5 separate regions of the Mus musculus genome follow, and regions 1, 2, 3 and 5 are each linked to region 4. Evidence: chromatin contacts called from public ChIA-PET, Hi-C and HiChIP or PLAC-seq data. All regions are on one chromosome and are shown on one strand. Each heading gives the region's core, a stretch centred on a gene start, on an enhancer-like site or on the middle of the called end of the contact. The rest is flanking DNA. Distances are from core to core; before and after follow the strand shown. Region 1 has its middle 20 kb from the start of Ifng. Region 2 has its middle 43 kb from the start of Ifngas1. Region 3 holds the start of Cand1 (cullin associated and neddylation disassociated 1). Region 4 overlaps Gm40777 (a long non-coding RNA gene). Region 5 holds the start of Ifngas1 (Ifng antisense RNA 1).

Region 1 (2,700 bases), core at 3-2,502, 420 kb after region 4:
TGTCTGCCTTAGTAAAACATCCCTTCATCTGTGTGCCCCAGCAAAACATCGTTTGACATAACTGACTTTCCAAAGAAAACAGTAGTTTACACTTCAGCGTTGCCTTTGCAGATTGCCTGGCTCATCTCTAATGCTCTATAAACATTGGATAACCCCAAACACCCTGAAGTTTCTCCTTTAAAACTTGGTTATTTCAAAATCAAGTCTTCTGAACTTAAAGACTGTTCTTTGAAGGCATCAACATTCTTAGGATAAGTTACTCCAAGTTCTGCATCCAGTCTGTTTCCCCATGTAATATCAGTTCATCAGTTACCTTCCAACTGACAAGGAGAAGCAAAGAGAATACACTCAGCTCCAGGTTCTTAGTCACAAAAGAACAGGCCTAAATGAACCATCATGTAAACAGAGAAAGAGCTGAGTTCCAGGACAGGTAGAGGAGGGAAAAAAAGGAGATCCACCAAAATTAGTTAACTGATTTTTAAATGGAATTTAATAATAAAATTAATTGATTAATTAGTTAATTTTAAAAGGTTATGGGATAGAACATAGGACTTGTACTTTGAAATTTTAACCTAGTCTCTTTTTTCCTTCCAGCACCGACTTTCCTTTGAGATTCTCTCTGATCAGACCTGAGAGCTGAGCTCTCGACGTAGCCATCGCTTCTCTTGGGAACCACACATTTCCCTGTTACAGAGTGGCTGTTACAACAACTAACCAAGGACTTCCTCTCCTCACTTCAGAAGCTGCAGGAACACAAAATAACCATGGATAATGGGAGAACAGAAGGCAGCCCTGACTGAGACATGCTCTTCCATGAGTGAAAGGAGAAATGGAGGGGTGTGTGGAAGCTGCAGCCCAGCAGAACAAAGGACTGCAGGCCCTGCCCTTGCCCCGGTTTTTGCACACCAATTCTGTTATATCCCCTGCCTTTGCCATGCAAAGGAGACCTATTTCTTTTTTTATTTTTTTAAATATGTTTCTCTTACAATGTACTTTGATCATGTTTTTTCTTCTCACAACTCCTCCCAGATCCTCTCTACCACCCTATCCACTCAACTCTCTCTCTCTCTCTCTCTCTCTCTCTCTCCCCTCATTCAAGAAACAAAAAACGTCATAGAAACAAAAAAGACTAATAAGGGGGTAAAAAAGAAAACAAAACAGAAACTACACAAAAATACCACCGAGTTCATTCATGTTGACAGACTGCTCCTGGGCATGGGGCTTACCCTGGGGTGTGGTTGACCTAAGCCCTGCCCCACCCTCACTCCAAGCCCTCCCCCACTCCACCCACACCTCACCCTGTGACACTCCATTGAAGAATACAGGATTGCTGCATATGAAGAGTTCCTGAACTGTTGCTTTTTGGCTTCTTTGTAGAAAAGCAGGTGTCTGTAGGTATATGACCCAAACATCTGGGTCCTCTGTTCAATTTCATCGATCCGTGTGAGAGGCACTTATTCTTTTTTGAGATTCACTGCCCGGACATAAGTGCCCAGCAGGTGTCCGATTCCTCCCCACTCCTGACTGGCTTCCTTTTCTTTCAGCAGATGTGTATTGAAGAAGGGTGTGGCTTCTGGGCTTAAGTATCTGGATTTGATTCTTGTGTCTGCTGCTTACTAGCTGAGTGGTCCTGGGCTTCACTCTCCTCACTTGTAAAAGGAAAGTAGCAACACCAATCCCTTCGTGGAGCTACCTTGAAAGATTCATTACCATGCCTAGGCTTTCCACAGTAAGCATGCACACACACACACACACACACACACACATACACGAGAGAGAGAGAGAGAGAGAGAGAGAGAGAGAGAGAGAGAGAGAGAGAGAGAAAGAGAGAGAGAAACCTAAAATAGGTTCTGATGCTGACTCCTGGTTGGGTTCTGAATCCCTTGCTGACCTGCATCCGCCAACCCTCTGATCATTCTAGAAACATCTCTTTTCACTTCTGATGCGACAGCTCTCTAATCGTCTCTTCAGCCTCCCTGTTTCTCGCCAACTTTCCCCCAAGAAGAAGCAGAAATCAAATATCTAGCTTTGATCAAAACAGCTAGGAAATTTTTTTCTTTTCTAGACAGACCTGCAATCAAGATACTGCCTAAACCAAATATCTTCATGGTTTGACATTTGAGATGCAGCAGTTTGGGAAGTTGGGTGTGAATCAGGCCTTGACAATGCCATTCTGGTCTCATCTCTGAGATAAGGAAAAAAAGAGATGAAAATAAATGTTTCCACACTTTAGCATAGAAAATCCAGTCTGTGGTTTGGCTGGCACTGCCTACCAGAGCACTGAACTTCTAGGCGCTCACTCCCATGGTGTTACAATTTTCTTTATTTGCCGATCTGATGTTCAAAATAAAAACTGGTTTCCTTAGCAGCATTTGATTTTGATTTTTAACTGAAACTTGTGTGGTTAAGAACATTCCTATACTAGTCGGCATGTGACCTTTAAGCTACTTGTCAGGGAGAAAAACAAATCTCTTAAAGACAGAACTTTTTCTCTCTCAGCTCACTCTCTCCTCTTCAGAAACAACAACTCAAAGCCATACTTCTCACAGCTATGCCCTGGAATCAGCCAATTGTTTCTTCACTTCTCAGTTCCAAGAGAACTCTGGTTTCTGTACCATCACTGTGTGGCCGTCCCCAGCCAAAAAGTTTCAAGACTTGGCTTTGTGTGTGATCTGACCCTGGCTCACCATCAATAGGCGT
Region 2 (2,700 bases), core at 63-2,562, 280 kb after region 4:
ACCTGTTCAGGCGCTTGCTGCCCCCTGGGATTCTCAGCTCACAGCAGCCAGGTGACTCACAACCATCTGTAACCCCAGCTGCAGGAGATCCAGCCGCTCCAGCCTCTAAAGGCACCTGCACTCACATACGCAAATACAGATCCACATACGCACATGCACACATTGAAATAATTTTTTAAAAAATCAATATTTTAAAAATCACCTATTGTTTAACAATCAGTACTATTACATTGAGTAGGATGGGTAATTGTCACAACTGTAGATAAAAAAAATGCTGCTCTTGAGGGTTCAAAGGCTCAGAACTTACACAAGCATGGGAGGGAATTCAAATCTGCAGGCTCAAACCCAGTGGCTCCCAGTCTTCCTAATGCTGCGACCCTTTAATACAGTTCCTCATGTTGTGGTGACCCCCAGCCGTAAAATCACTTTTGTTGCTATTTCATAACTGTAATCTTTGCTACTGTTATGTAGCATAGTGTAAGCATCCGTGTGTCCCCATAGTCTTATGTGATCCCTGTGAATACGTCCTTCGACCTTCAAAGGGGTTGAGCCTCACAAGCTAAGAACCACTGCTCTAAATAAAGCCCTCTGACGATTCCTCAAAAATGTTAAAGACTGGAGTTCTTTGACACTCAGCAATTCCACAACTGCATACACATCCAAGAAGCCTGAAAACATGTCTACAGAAAACGTGTTCACTAATGTTGCACCATTATATCCTCCAAACTGAAACACTCCTTCCTTTAGAGGAAAGAAAAGCTGGCCAGACTCAAGTAGGTCAAAAAGGATGGGATGAGGAGGGCAGGGTGGAGTTTTGAACACATACACAGGAAGGAAACCCCAAAGATGCAGCTTTTCAGGGTCAGAACGTCTCGTGGTGCAGTGAGCTCCCAGTGGAACCTTTGCCTGTGTCTTCCATGTTCCTGTCGGTGTCCCCAATAAGCTTGTCATTTTTCTAAGTGAGATTCGGACGGGACAATTTCTTTAGCTGTCATCATGGGTGAATAGACATTTGTTGACATCCCCCCCCTCCAGGAAATAGAAAATATTCACAGAAGCATTATTTTAATAGTCTCCGAGTAGATCCAACCCAAATGTCCATCAACTGAAACGTGAACAAACAAAATACAGTCTATCGATACAACTGGGGGTTGGGGGGGGGGGTGGGCAGGGGATTTACTCGGTCATAAGTCAGAATGAGTCTTGAAAATGCTATGCTAAGTTAAAGGATCCAGACACAAGGTCAGGTAATGTAGGAGCCTTTTGTATCGGCTCTCTGTAACAGGCAAAAGACAAAAATAAATGAAACAGAAAGTAGATTTGCGGTTGCCAGAGGCTGAGAAAGGAAGGAAATGGTCACTGGCCCCACATGTATGTGGGGTTTCTTTCTGAGATTATAACAATATTCTTGGATAGTGGTTTTGGCACACAAGTTTGCGAAAATATTAAAAATAACTAATATGCAGATTCAAAATGTAAATTTATGGGGCATAGGTCATGTTTCAGTAAAAAAAAAACAAAAAACTGGGAAAAAAATCAGTACCCACTTCAACAAATTATATCAGGTCAGCTTGAGCTTCAGTTTTACAACGCTTCCTTTAGCTCCCTGGGCATTGGGCTATGCTCTTCTCATCTGGAGAGAGATTAGAATAACACTCGCCACCCACATCTGTGACAAGGCCTGAGTGTATTTTTGAAATGTCTGTTTTCAAGCAAGAGGTGATATAGAGATACAAGGTATGATGATGACGATAACAATGACAATGATGATGTTGATGATAAAGGTAACACTGTGTACCACAAGGCTTTACTCAAGTACAGATGTGGCAGTTGAATCTCAGGCACGTGCCCAGGTATTCATTGCTCACTCTCCCGGAGTGGCTCATTTACTCCATCATTCTCTGTGTTCATCATCCTCAGAAGCAAAGCCTGAAAAAGACTCAAACACATGCACTCAGGCACATAGACACACATAGGAACATGCATGCACAAATACATGCACAAATACTTGCACACACACACAAGCACAACTTATAGTAATTTACTACATTATATAGTTGTCTAGGGAAAATAGGTGCATTTGTGTGCACACTTGGACATGCGTGCATGTGTGTCTACATATGTGAATATATGTATGTATGTATGTATGTATATGTATGTATGTATGTATAGTGGGGTAGTGAGTGTTCCTGTTTTACTGGAGAAAAACCTTCAACTTTCTACCTACTTTTCCATGTGTAAACTCAGTATAACCTCCCTGAGATCTCACTATAAAAATTAATAACCCAAGTTAGGACACAATTCGCTCCTACACAAGGACGTTCCTAAAGAGCAGATGGAAGCCAGCATCTCCCCGGGGGCCTATCACTGAGGTAATGAGCAGAGTGAGAGCAGTGGAGTGAGCATCCCACCTCACAGGCAGTACCTGCCCCTGTGGGGGCCACGCTTCAGGAAACAGGGGGGATAAAGACAGCTCACACAGCCCCCACACCAAGTCATACAGTGTGTGTGTGTGTGTGTGTGTGTAGGGGTGGTATGTGTGTGTGCACAGGGTGGGTGTCTATATGTATGTGTGTGTATGTGTGCCCTCCTCTGTGTGTGTGTGTGTGTGTGTGTGTGTATGTGTGTGTGTGTGTGTGTGTGTGTGTGTGTGCCTGCCACCACTGCCAGCTCCCAAGTCGTCCTTGAAGAGGAGTTTCT
Region 3 (2,700 bases), core at 156-2,655, 360 kb before region 4:
GAGGGGAAGGGGGGCAGGGGGTCAGAGGGGCAGGGGGGCAGAGGCAGGGGGATCTGAGTTTGAGATCAGCCTGGTCTACAGATTGAGTTCCAAAACAGCCAGGGTTACCCAGAGAAACTCTATCTCAGAAAAGCAAACCAAACCTAAATCTCTGATCCTTCCAACTCTTCTTTGGGCTATTTGTGAAATACTGAACGGTTAGGGAAACTTGGAGAGTAAACAAACAGTTGTACATGTCACCTCTGATCTCTGGTGGTTGTGTTGGTGTATCCGAGCACATAGGAAAACTTAGATTTCATAACTAAGTGCACAGAAGCCGACTATTGAAAGATGTAGGCTCAGAGCACAATCTGCAATGATACTTCCCCACCACCTCCCCTATTTGCGACAGGTTTGCACTAGATACCCCTAACTGGCCTAGGATTCGATTTAGAGACCAAGCTAGCTTTTATACTTGAGACCCACAAGGCTCTCCTACACTTGCCTCTACTGATCAGGGATTAGAGGCGTGCACCATCCATGTTTGGCATTGGGAGAGAATCCTTACTAGGACCTAAATGGAACAGAAAAAAAGTGGCTCCGGGATGAATAAAAGGATTACGTCCAAACTGTGGCCCTGAGGCCTTTTAGCGGAGCAAAGATTAGTACTAAGGTTCGACTAGGCCCCTACCAAAACACTGAATTTTGCAAGGCGCTTGCCCAAAACAACATGAGGACGGGGGTGGGGGTGGGAGTGGGCGATGTTTTCAGGGAAACAGACACTTTAGAAACAGCACACGCCGATGGAAAGATTTTATTTAGCATAACCCGCGTTGCCTGCCTGCAAATCCCAGCATTCTCTCCGACCACGGGAACCAATAAAGAAACTCCAGGTTCAAAGAGCCAATCACGTCCTTCGTGTGTCCCCAATTGAATTGTGGGAGTCGTAGTTCTCACGTGGCAACCATACAGCATGGTTGTTAGGGGACAGTTTCGGCCACGCGTACCGTTCGGAAAGAGAGCTCATTTTTCCATTGCACCCCTTGGCCTCCAGGCCAGCTCTTAGCATCATCACCCACAAGCCCCACGCGCTTTCAAACGCATAGACCTTCCTTCTTAATGTCGCAGGGAGGAGCAAGGAGCGTTTGCAGAACTCCGGCCTTGGACGCTCACTGCCCGTCCTTTAACCGTCGCTTTAAGGTCTCGCGAGAAGAGCCCCTCGAGGCGTTGCCATTCCGCCCGAAAGGCGGCCCGTGCGAAGACAGACAGCCGGCCGGGCCAACGGGAGCGTCCCTGTAAACCGCGACTGCGCAGAGTGCGCCGGGCAGCCCCGGTGACCTCCGACCCCGCCTCCCCGCAGCGCCCTGCGTCGGCCGCCCCCGCCCTCCTAGCGAAGGAGGCGGGCTTTGGCCTCTTGCCCTAGGGAGCGAGTGCGGAGGGAGTGGGAGCGAGGCGGCCCGAACGCAAGTGTCTGGCTTCCCGGCGAGGCCCAAGCCGTCCGTCCCGCCGCCCATGAGCTCGGCGCCCCGCGAGCAGCGCCGTCGTTAGGCCGTCCCCGTCACTCACTCTCGGCCTCCCCTACCTCCCCCCCGGGGCAGCCATTCCCCTCCCCATCCCCGTCTGGCCGGGGACTGGACGTCGCGTCGGAGCGCCTTCCCCAGTCCGCGTCGCGGTGCGACCCTGGAAGCGGGCGCCGCCGCCAAGGAGAGGAGGAGCCCCGGCCGCGGGGCCCAGCAGCCACTGAGCCAGCAGGCGGGATCGAGGCCGGCAACATGGCGAGCGCTTCGTACCACATCTCCAACTTGCTGGAGAAAATGACATCCAGCGACAAGGACTTCAGGTGAGGCTGAAATCCGACCCTCGCCCCACCTCGGGGTGGGGGAGAGGTGGAGGGCGGCCGCCGCCCGGGCCTCGCGACAGGCCCTGCCCCACCCCTCGGTCCGGCGGGTCTCCAGCCACCCCCTCCCCCATCTCCCCGCTAGGCCGTTGTCCGCTCTGGCCGCCCGGGGCTGGTCCGCGTCCCGGCGTCCCTGGCGCATCCTTTGTCCACCCCCAGGGACGCGTCCCAGGTAGCGCCCGGGCCCGAAGGCACGGGCTGCGCGGGAGGGAAGGAGTTTTTCCCGGGCGGGCGGGTGGCCGGGCCTAGTCCCCGGCCCTCCCGAGGCGCCAGGCCATCCCGGCGCTGGGGGACAAGCTGCCGCTCTCCAGCCACTCAGCCGCCGCCTGGCTTTTTCCCGCGGATGGGAAATGGGTGCCACGATCAACTTTCTCCGAGGCCTTCGCTGATTGGATTGTATACTTTCTCTTTGGATCCTTCTCTTTGGCGAAGGTGGCCAGAAGGGGGAGGGGAGCCCGGCTTGGTGGGGGGGAAACTTGGCCTGCAGGGTTTTCCCGCCAGCATCCCTGTCACTTTTCTCCGGCCGAGTGAAAGCCACGCAGGATCTTGGGGTTTCGGTCTCACATCCCTATACAGAGTCATGGCCAGAGGGCTGGATTGCCAAGCAAACCAATCTTGAAAAGAGAGGCTGGTGAGCCATGAAGCTTAATCATAGAGTTGTGTTCTGCAAGACCTGGACCATTGGTTCTTAGTCCCGTGCATATCGAAGGTGTTATATTTTCACACAGTCGCCTCGTCTGTTTTTTTCATGCTACACTGATTGTTAACACACACACCACGCCTAATCCTTCACAAATAAGCCCTCTGTCAAAAGAAAAAAGGCT
Region 4 (2,700 bases), core at 168-2,667:
ATCACTTAGGAGCTTTTAGTTACACCAAGAACTTTGCCTTTGACTCTGGCTACTGAAGAGGCATTAGATTTTGAGAAGTGGTGCAACAGGTTTGTCCAAAAGGGACATCTGAAGGGAACACCTGAAAGGTCATCTGGAAGGGATCCTCATGGTAGCCATGTTGGGAATAAAAGGAGCAATGGAGACTACGTAAGAAGATATTTCTCATGATGCGGTTGAGCTGTAGCGTTGCCTTTAATTATGGCGATATTAGCCATAAAGAGAAGTGAGTGGTTGGTAGAATTCTTTTAGTGTGAGGTTATTAGGTTTTGTAGATGATGGGATGGACGGATAAGAGCAAGAGGAGAATAAACAACCACATTCTACTCAATTTCCCGTGGCTGCGATAAAACAGTCTGGCCGGAAGTAACCTGGGGAGGAAAGGGTTTTATTTGGCTTACACTTCCAGGTCATGGGTCATCTCTGAAGGAAGTGACAACAGGATCCCGAGCAGTAACTGAGGCAGAAACAGTTGTCTCCGGCTCACGCTTCGCTAACTTCCCTATATAGCCTAGATGCATGGCAGCCTGGATTTTCCCTCATGAACCACAACCAAGACAACCTGTCACAGACACGGTCCCAGGCCACTGAAATCTGGGAATTCCTCGGTTGAGCTTCCCTTTTTCAAGATGATTCTAGGTTGTGATAAAAGTTGACAAATAAAACTAGCTGAACTGCTTCAAGGCACACGGCCTGGCTGACCGGAACACCGGAAGTTCCCTACGCCGAGACAGGAAGCACATTAGGGGAAATACTTTGGAAGGGTAGAAGTCTGGCATTTAATGCTGGCCACGATATGTTCAGATACAAACTAGTATGCAGCACTACTGAATAAGCAGGCTATTTCAAGAGTCATCGGTGTCCTAAATGTATTCTTCCCCTGGGCCCTTCCACAGTAGGGAGACATGGGGATTTCTGCCCTATTCAAAACGTGCTCGTGAATGTCTACAGAAACTTCAAGACCTTAACAACTTCCAGACAAAGCAAGATGGTAACTGTAAGGAAACAATGTATGCTTTTACAGTATATGATGAATCCCCATAGAGCTGTCTGCAGTGGCTACGCCAGGTCACCTCAGGTAGATCTCAAACAAGCCATGATTTCAGAGTCTCCACAACTAACTGCGAGGCAAAACGATACTTCTTGTTCCAGATTTTTATTTATAAACAAGACCAGTCTGAGCAGTCTCGGTGTAAATAAATACCCAAATAAACAAAGAAAGGAAAGAGCGGGGAGCGGGGAGATGCGTTCCTATCTGTGGAAAGGCAGTGGTGAGGAAATTCCATTAATTAAAAAACTCATGTAGAGGTTACCGGCATGCTGTAGAAGTAGGTACCACCAAAAGCAAAGGCGCACGTACAATAACAGGAAGTGGTAGGGGCTGTGGTATTCTGCAGGGCCCAGGGTGGAGGTGGGGATAGGAAGGCTTGTATGCCACTATTGTGAAAGATGGAAGGAAGGCTAATGCAGTCTGATTTTGTGTTGTTTCTAGAACAACCAGAAACATGTGTATTTACATGAAGTCTAATTTTAAAAGGCTGGACTCGCGTTCACATTTTCAAAAAGTCCCATGTAAAAGCCAAACAAAACATATCTGCAGAATGCTATTGATTGATGGCTTTTAACTTTCACTTTCTAAATTTGCCAGCTACACGCAAACTGTTTTAATTATTGACTGAGTGGATCTTTTAAATCCCCTCATGGCTTTGACGACCTTTTTTCCTGCATAGGAGAGACCGTGCATTTTACTTATGACCTGAAGTTTCTATTTACGTATGAAGTGCTAATATTCACATATACAGGAGTAAAAGCATACTAATAATACAATATACATAATTCCCCACCTTTTCAAGATTTCTTAAAATGAAAGTTGTCAGCTTTCTTATTGTTTCTGTGTAAAAACTTCTCAGATTATAGCTCTGCGTTAACAACACGGAACAAAGGAAAGTCGGCTTTGCCGACTCCAAAATAGGTTGACATTTTGAAAGACCGTCATGAAATGTTTCTTCAAACGATGTTTCAGAAATCGCAAGAGGTGGAAGAAAAAGGACAGGCTCTGACTGGATTCAACCCATGGTGGAAAGGATTTTTATTATGATCCTGGGTGTTTTTCATATTTCCCCCAGTAAGTCATTTTTTCATCCCCCCTTTTTTTCTGGAAATCTTCACTGAAAGAAAGGAACCCAAGATGATGGAGTAGACTTTGTGGGGCACATTACCTTTTTCCTTCCCAATAGGTGGCTGGAACCTAGTTCATGACCCTAGAGGAACTAGCGCTCATTGTCAACTCAATACAATCTAGGTGTAATCTAAGAAGTCCTAATGTGGATTGTCTAGACTAGGTTAGTTATGCACGTGTCTGTGAGGGATTATTCTGCATAGATTGATCCCAGTGGGACAGTCCTCTAGACAGGAAATGGTGGACTCTGTGAGCATGGAGAGAGCAAGCTGAGCACTCTGGTGCATTCGTAAACTCCTTGCTCTGTGGTCTTGACTATGGATGTAATATATGCCTCAGGTGTCCTGACTTCCCCACAAGAATAAACTATAAATGAACTGTGAACCAACTAAATTCCTTAGCCCCTAAGTTGCTTTTATCAAGATGTTTTATCACAGGAAAACACACACACACACACACACACAAAATTGGGAAGAATTCCA
Region 5 (2,700 bases), core at 38-2,537, 330 kb after region 4:
ATAGAAGGCTCAGTGAACTTGTCTATCATCTTCCATACCCATGCGAGGGCTGCATTATTTACCTGTGCCATTCATAAGGTCTCTAACATCGCCCCCTCACCCCACCCTACCCCACTATGAAAACAGTTACCAACATTATGCAAACCAACATGGTAGGTAAATTTGAGACTTTGAGACTCTTTAATCCATTTCTCTATGTCCACATGTGCATTAGTGTGGCAGCAATTAGGTGTCTCCAGTCAAGGGATTTGGTTAATCTAATTAGCTAACAGAGGTATGTCTTGCTTGGTCTACGTGTTGCTAGCACATACTATCTATCACAAGCTGGCCTGGCCAGCTACCTCCAACAACTTACAACTTTCAAACTCAAGGAGGGGACTTGATCTCAGTGGTGTTTCCATTAAGAACACTACTAAATCGTATACATGCATACAAGGATTTTTTAAAAACGGGAAAGGAAGCAAAGTCGTGAAGAGCCAAGATGATTCTGAGTGATGGTGTTTACTGCCAAGATGATAATCTGGGTTTGACTCCCTGGACCTGCATGAAAACCAAACCCGGCACGTTGTCCTCTGACCTCTGACCTCTGAAGGAGCAAGTACATACCCCTTCCCTTACACATCCTAGATAAAAAATAAAATACATTTTTTTTAAAAAGTGAAAACGCAAATCTGAAACACGGTGCCTTATAAGTTAAATTTAAGGCTAACACGGGATACGGGAATACATGTTTGTTTTGTCCCCTGTTAATGCCTAAGTTCTCTCTTACTGTTTGACATAGAATATGTTCACTGAATAATCAATCAATGGAAGCATGTCCCTATGATAGGAACCAGCAATAATAAATATGTTACTTCTAATTCTCAGGTGTTCAAATTTCCCCATTGCAATGATCACTCAGTTTCAGTTCTATACAAACGAATCTCTATGGCAAAAAGGAACCTAGAGAAGCTATGAACGGCCATCACTCTCACCCCTCCATCAAAGTGTCCAAATAACCCTTCCCTTCACAGGTCTTTCCTTGTTCTCTAGGGTACTTCACAGTCTTAGAGGTCACAGTGGAAGCAGCAAGAAGCATCTAGAACCACCTCAGAGGGAGCTCTCTGCTGCCAGGAAGAAAGTCACACTTTGACAGGTGCTTCCTGTTTTTTTCACACACCTTGCCCATCTTCTGTGCAATAATTCATTGTTCACTCTGCAGGCTGTGACCCCCACAGGAAGCTGCCTGCAAACCCAGGTAGCTTTTCTGACTCTTTAAGAGGTCTTGAGCATTCTTGCAGAGACACACCAACCAAAAGTATAGTCATCCGGGAAGAGAAGAGCCTGAGAGAAAAATAACACTTGGACTGGCATCAGGAGGGTGAGGACGCTTTTCCTTGGGAGGGCCTTTTGCGGAGTACATTTTTAAAACAAATAAATGCATGTCCTTAAAATGTAGCGTTACCATGGGTGGCATTAGGAGATGCTGCAAGTGGGTGATGTTTTTCGTGCTTCTGATAGGAGGTGGAAGGGACAGGAGAAGGGAAGGCTAGAATGAAATGGGAGGAAGCTAAAGGGAAGGAATGGTCTAAGTCAGTTCGGGTGAAGGAATTGCTCAAGACCTGTTTGTTTCTGCAAGCCCACACACTCTTCCTGAGATTTCAGAATGAGCTAGAAGAAGTACGTAAAGCCTCTATCCAGCTGGACTCGAGTCCACAGTAAGCTTTGGTGGAATTATTCTAGTGACGTGGTCCCAAGGAGATTTGTGGAAATGGACTTGGTAGGGCCTTTGTATTCAGGTTGCAAAGGCATTTAGTTAGAGATACCCTTAAAGCAACGGTGCCTTCAAGGTCTTGGATAACCAACGGATTTTTTTTAATAACAACAACAACAAAAAAAATAACAGGGAAAGTTGGTAATACTATAGGGTTTCTGGTGATACTATAGGGTTTCTGGTGATACTATAGGATTAGCTCCAGTAAGTGGCCTCTTGTGTGTTTTGGGTAGGTTCCATTTTCCCAATCCATATTGCAAATTAAGGCAAATTACATAATTTTTTTGTTTAGAAAATTGAAATTGAATTCAAATCAATATCCTTAAAGCAGGCTTCTTCGATTGGCTGATGAAGGGGCCAAACGAGAGAAGTTTCGTCTTCCGGGTTCAAACAGGTCTCTGAGACATTCATTAGTCTGACATGGCTCCTGTAAGCCCTAACCAGACCAGCCATAGCAGTGAATCAAAGACGAAGGATAAGAACGATCGGTTTCGTTTTCTTAGAGTCACAAACCTAGAAACCTGGCTCAGCCTTCTCGTTCTCATTGCTGAGGATTAGAAACTTTTTACATCTTAGCATGTGAAAAGCATTCATGATTTTTAATTATTTATTTTGAAGCCACAGACGCTCTACGATAAGTGTCTCATCCTCTTTGACCTCTCTTGCATGGGCTGGTCAGTTGGTCACGTGGCACAACTGCACACACGCTTGTGTGATTATCTGTCGATGCATTGATACTTGGGTTTTGGGAAGACCCAAGATAAAAGATGGTACAAACAAGTAGCAGGTGACTCTTTTCCTCTTTTCGGTAAGCTTCTGTGTTTTGCAGAGATGGGGGTGGAGTGTGGGGTCAGGGGAGGGGAGGGAGGGCTGAGGCTGGGAAGTGGGCGGAGCCTGAGAAGGAGGAGGAGCAGTTCACAGGGGACAGCGAGATATTGGGAGGTGCA

What was found. Hi-C and Micro-C count contacts between places; a contact is called where the count stands out from the background. ChIA-PET counts read pairs in DNA pulled down with a chosen protein or histone mark. HiChIP or PLAC-seq counts read pairs in DNA pulled down with a chosen protein or histone mark.
Region 1: an H3K27ac HiChIP or PLAC-seq map of thymic regulatory T cells shows a contact between it and region 4, with 2.5 times the contacts expected there. The contact joins two enhancer-like sites. A contact is called at or near these places in 1 of 484 Hi-C or Micro-C datasets (spermatogonial stem cells) and 1 of 115 datasets of contacts at active chromatin or transcription factors (thymic regulatory T cells).
Region 2: a Hi-C map of granulocyte-monocyte progenitors shows a contact between it and region 4, with 2.8 times the contacts expected there. The contact joins two enhancer-like sites. A contact is called at or near these places in 13 of 484 Hi-C or Micro-C datasets (the AML12 cell line, CD8 T cells, bone marrow-derived macrophages and 8 more), 14 of 115 datasets of contacts at active chromatin or transcription factors (T-cell acute lymphoblastic leukemia, bone marrow-derived macrophages, craniofacial prominence and 11 more) and 3 of 9 other capture datasets (bone marrow-derived macrophages, embryonic stem cells and liver).
Region 3: a contact with region 4 is called in an H3K4me3 HiChIP or PLAC-seq map of bone marrow-derived macrophages, with 3 times the contacts expected there. The contact joins the promoter of Cand1 here to the enhancer-like site in region 4. A contact is called at or near these places in 17 of 484 Hi-C or Micro-C datasets (the Ba/F3 cell line, the G1E-ER4 cell line, the HL-1 cell line and 13 more), 4 of 115 datasets of contacts at active chromatin or transcription factors (bone marrow-derived dendritic cells, bone marrow-derived macrophages, embryonic midbrain and 1 more) and 1 of 9 other capture datasets (liver).
Region 5: an RNA polymerase II ChIA-PET map of effector CD8 T cells shows a contact between it and region 4, with 6 read pairs. The contact joins the promoter of Ifngas1 here to the enhancer-like site in region 4. A contact is called at or near these places in 1 of 39 promoter capture datasets (stem cell-derived epiblast-like cells), 5 of 115 datasets of contacts at active chromatin or transcription factors (craniofacial prominence, effector CD8 T cells, embryonic midbrain and 2 more) and 1 of 9 other capture datasets (embryonic stem cells).

Annotation. Positions count from the first base shown.
Region 1 is chr10:118,460,028-118,462,727 of GRCm38.p6, reverse strand. No RefSeq gene overlaps it. Among named protein-coding and RNA genes, the nearest start is that of Ifng, 20 kb to the right of the region's middle. Within about 2 kb of position 1,252, at least 20 of the 459 cell types and tissues checked have an H3K27ac peak or open chromatin away from gene starts, as enhancers often do. A contact at or near this core is called in thymic regulatory T cells, where this site is marked.
Region 2 is chr10:118,598,448-118,601,147 of GRCm38.p6, reverse strand. No RefSeq gene overlaps it. Among named protein-coding and RNA genes, the nearest start is that of Ifngas1, 43 kb to the right of the region's middle. Within about 2 kb of position 1,312, at least 46 of the 459 cell types and tissues checked have an H3K27ac peak or open chromatin away from gene starts, as enhancers often do. A contact at or near this core is called in CD8 T cells, bone marrow-derived macrophages, granulocyte-monocyte progenitors and 1 more, where this site is marked.
Region 3 is chr10:119,238,760-119,241,459 of GRCm38.p6, reverse strand. Cand1 (cullin associated and neddylation disassociated 1) reads left to right here and starts at 1,405. Exons shown (of 15, transcript NM_027994.1): 1 at 1,405-1,819. The coding sequence starts at 1,752.
Region 4 is chr10:118,881,423-118,884,122 of GRCm38.p6, reverse strand. Gm40777 (a long non-coding RNA gene) reads right to left here. Exons shown (of 3, transcript XR_872090.1): 3 at 1,782-2,700. It also overlaps a transcript of Dyrk2 not described here and the pseudogene Gm26976. Among named protein-coding and RNA genes, the nearest start is that of Gm40777, 11 kb to the right of the region's middle. Within about 2 kb of position 1,417, at least 117 of the 459 cell types and tissues checked have an H3K27ac peak or open chromatin away from gene starts, as enhancers often do. A contact at or near this core is called in the Ba/F3 cell line, CD8 T cells, LSK cells and 10 more, where this site is marked.
Region 5 is chr10:118,555,112-118,557,811 of GRCm38.p6, reverse strand. It overlaps Ifngas1 (Ifng antisense RNA 1), which reads left to right and starts at 1,287. Exons shown (of 5, transcript NR_104123.1): 1 at 1,287-1,360.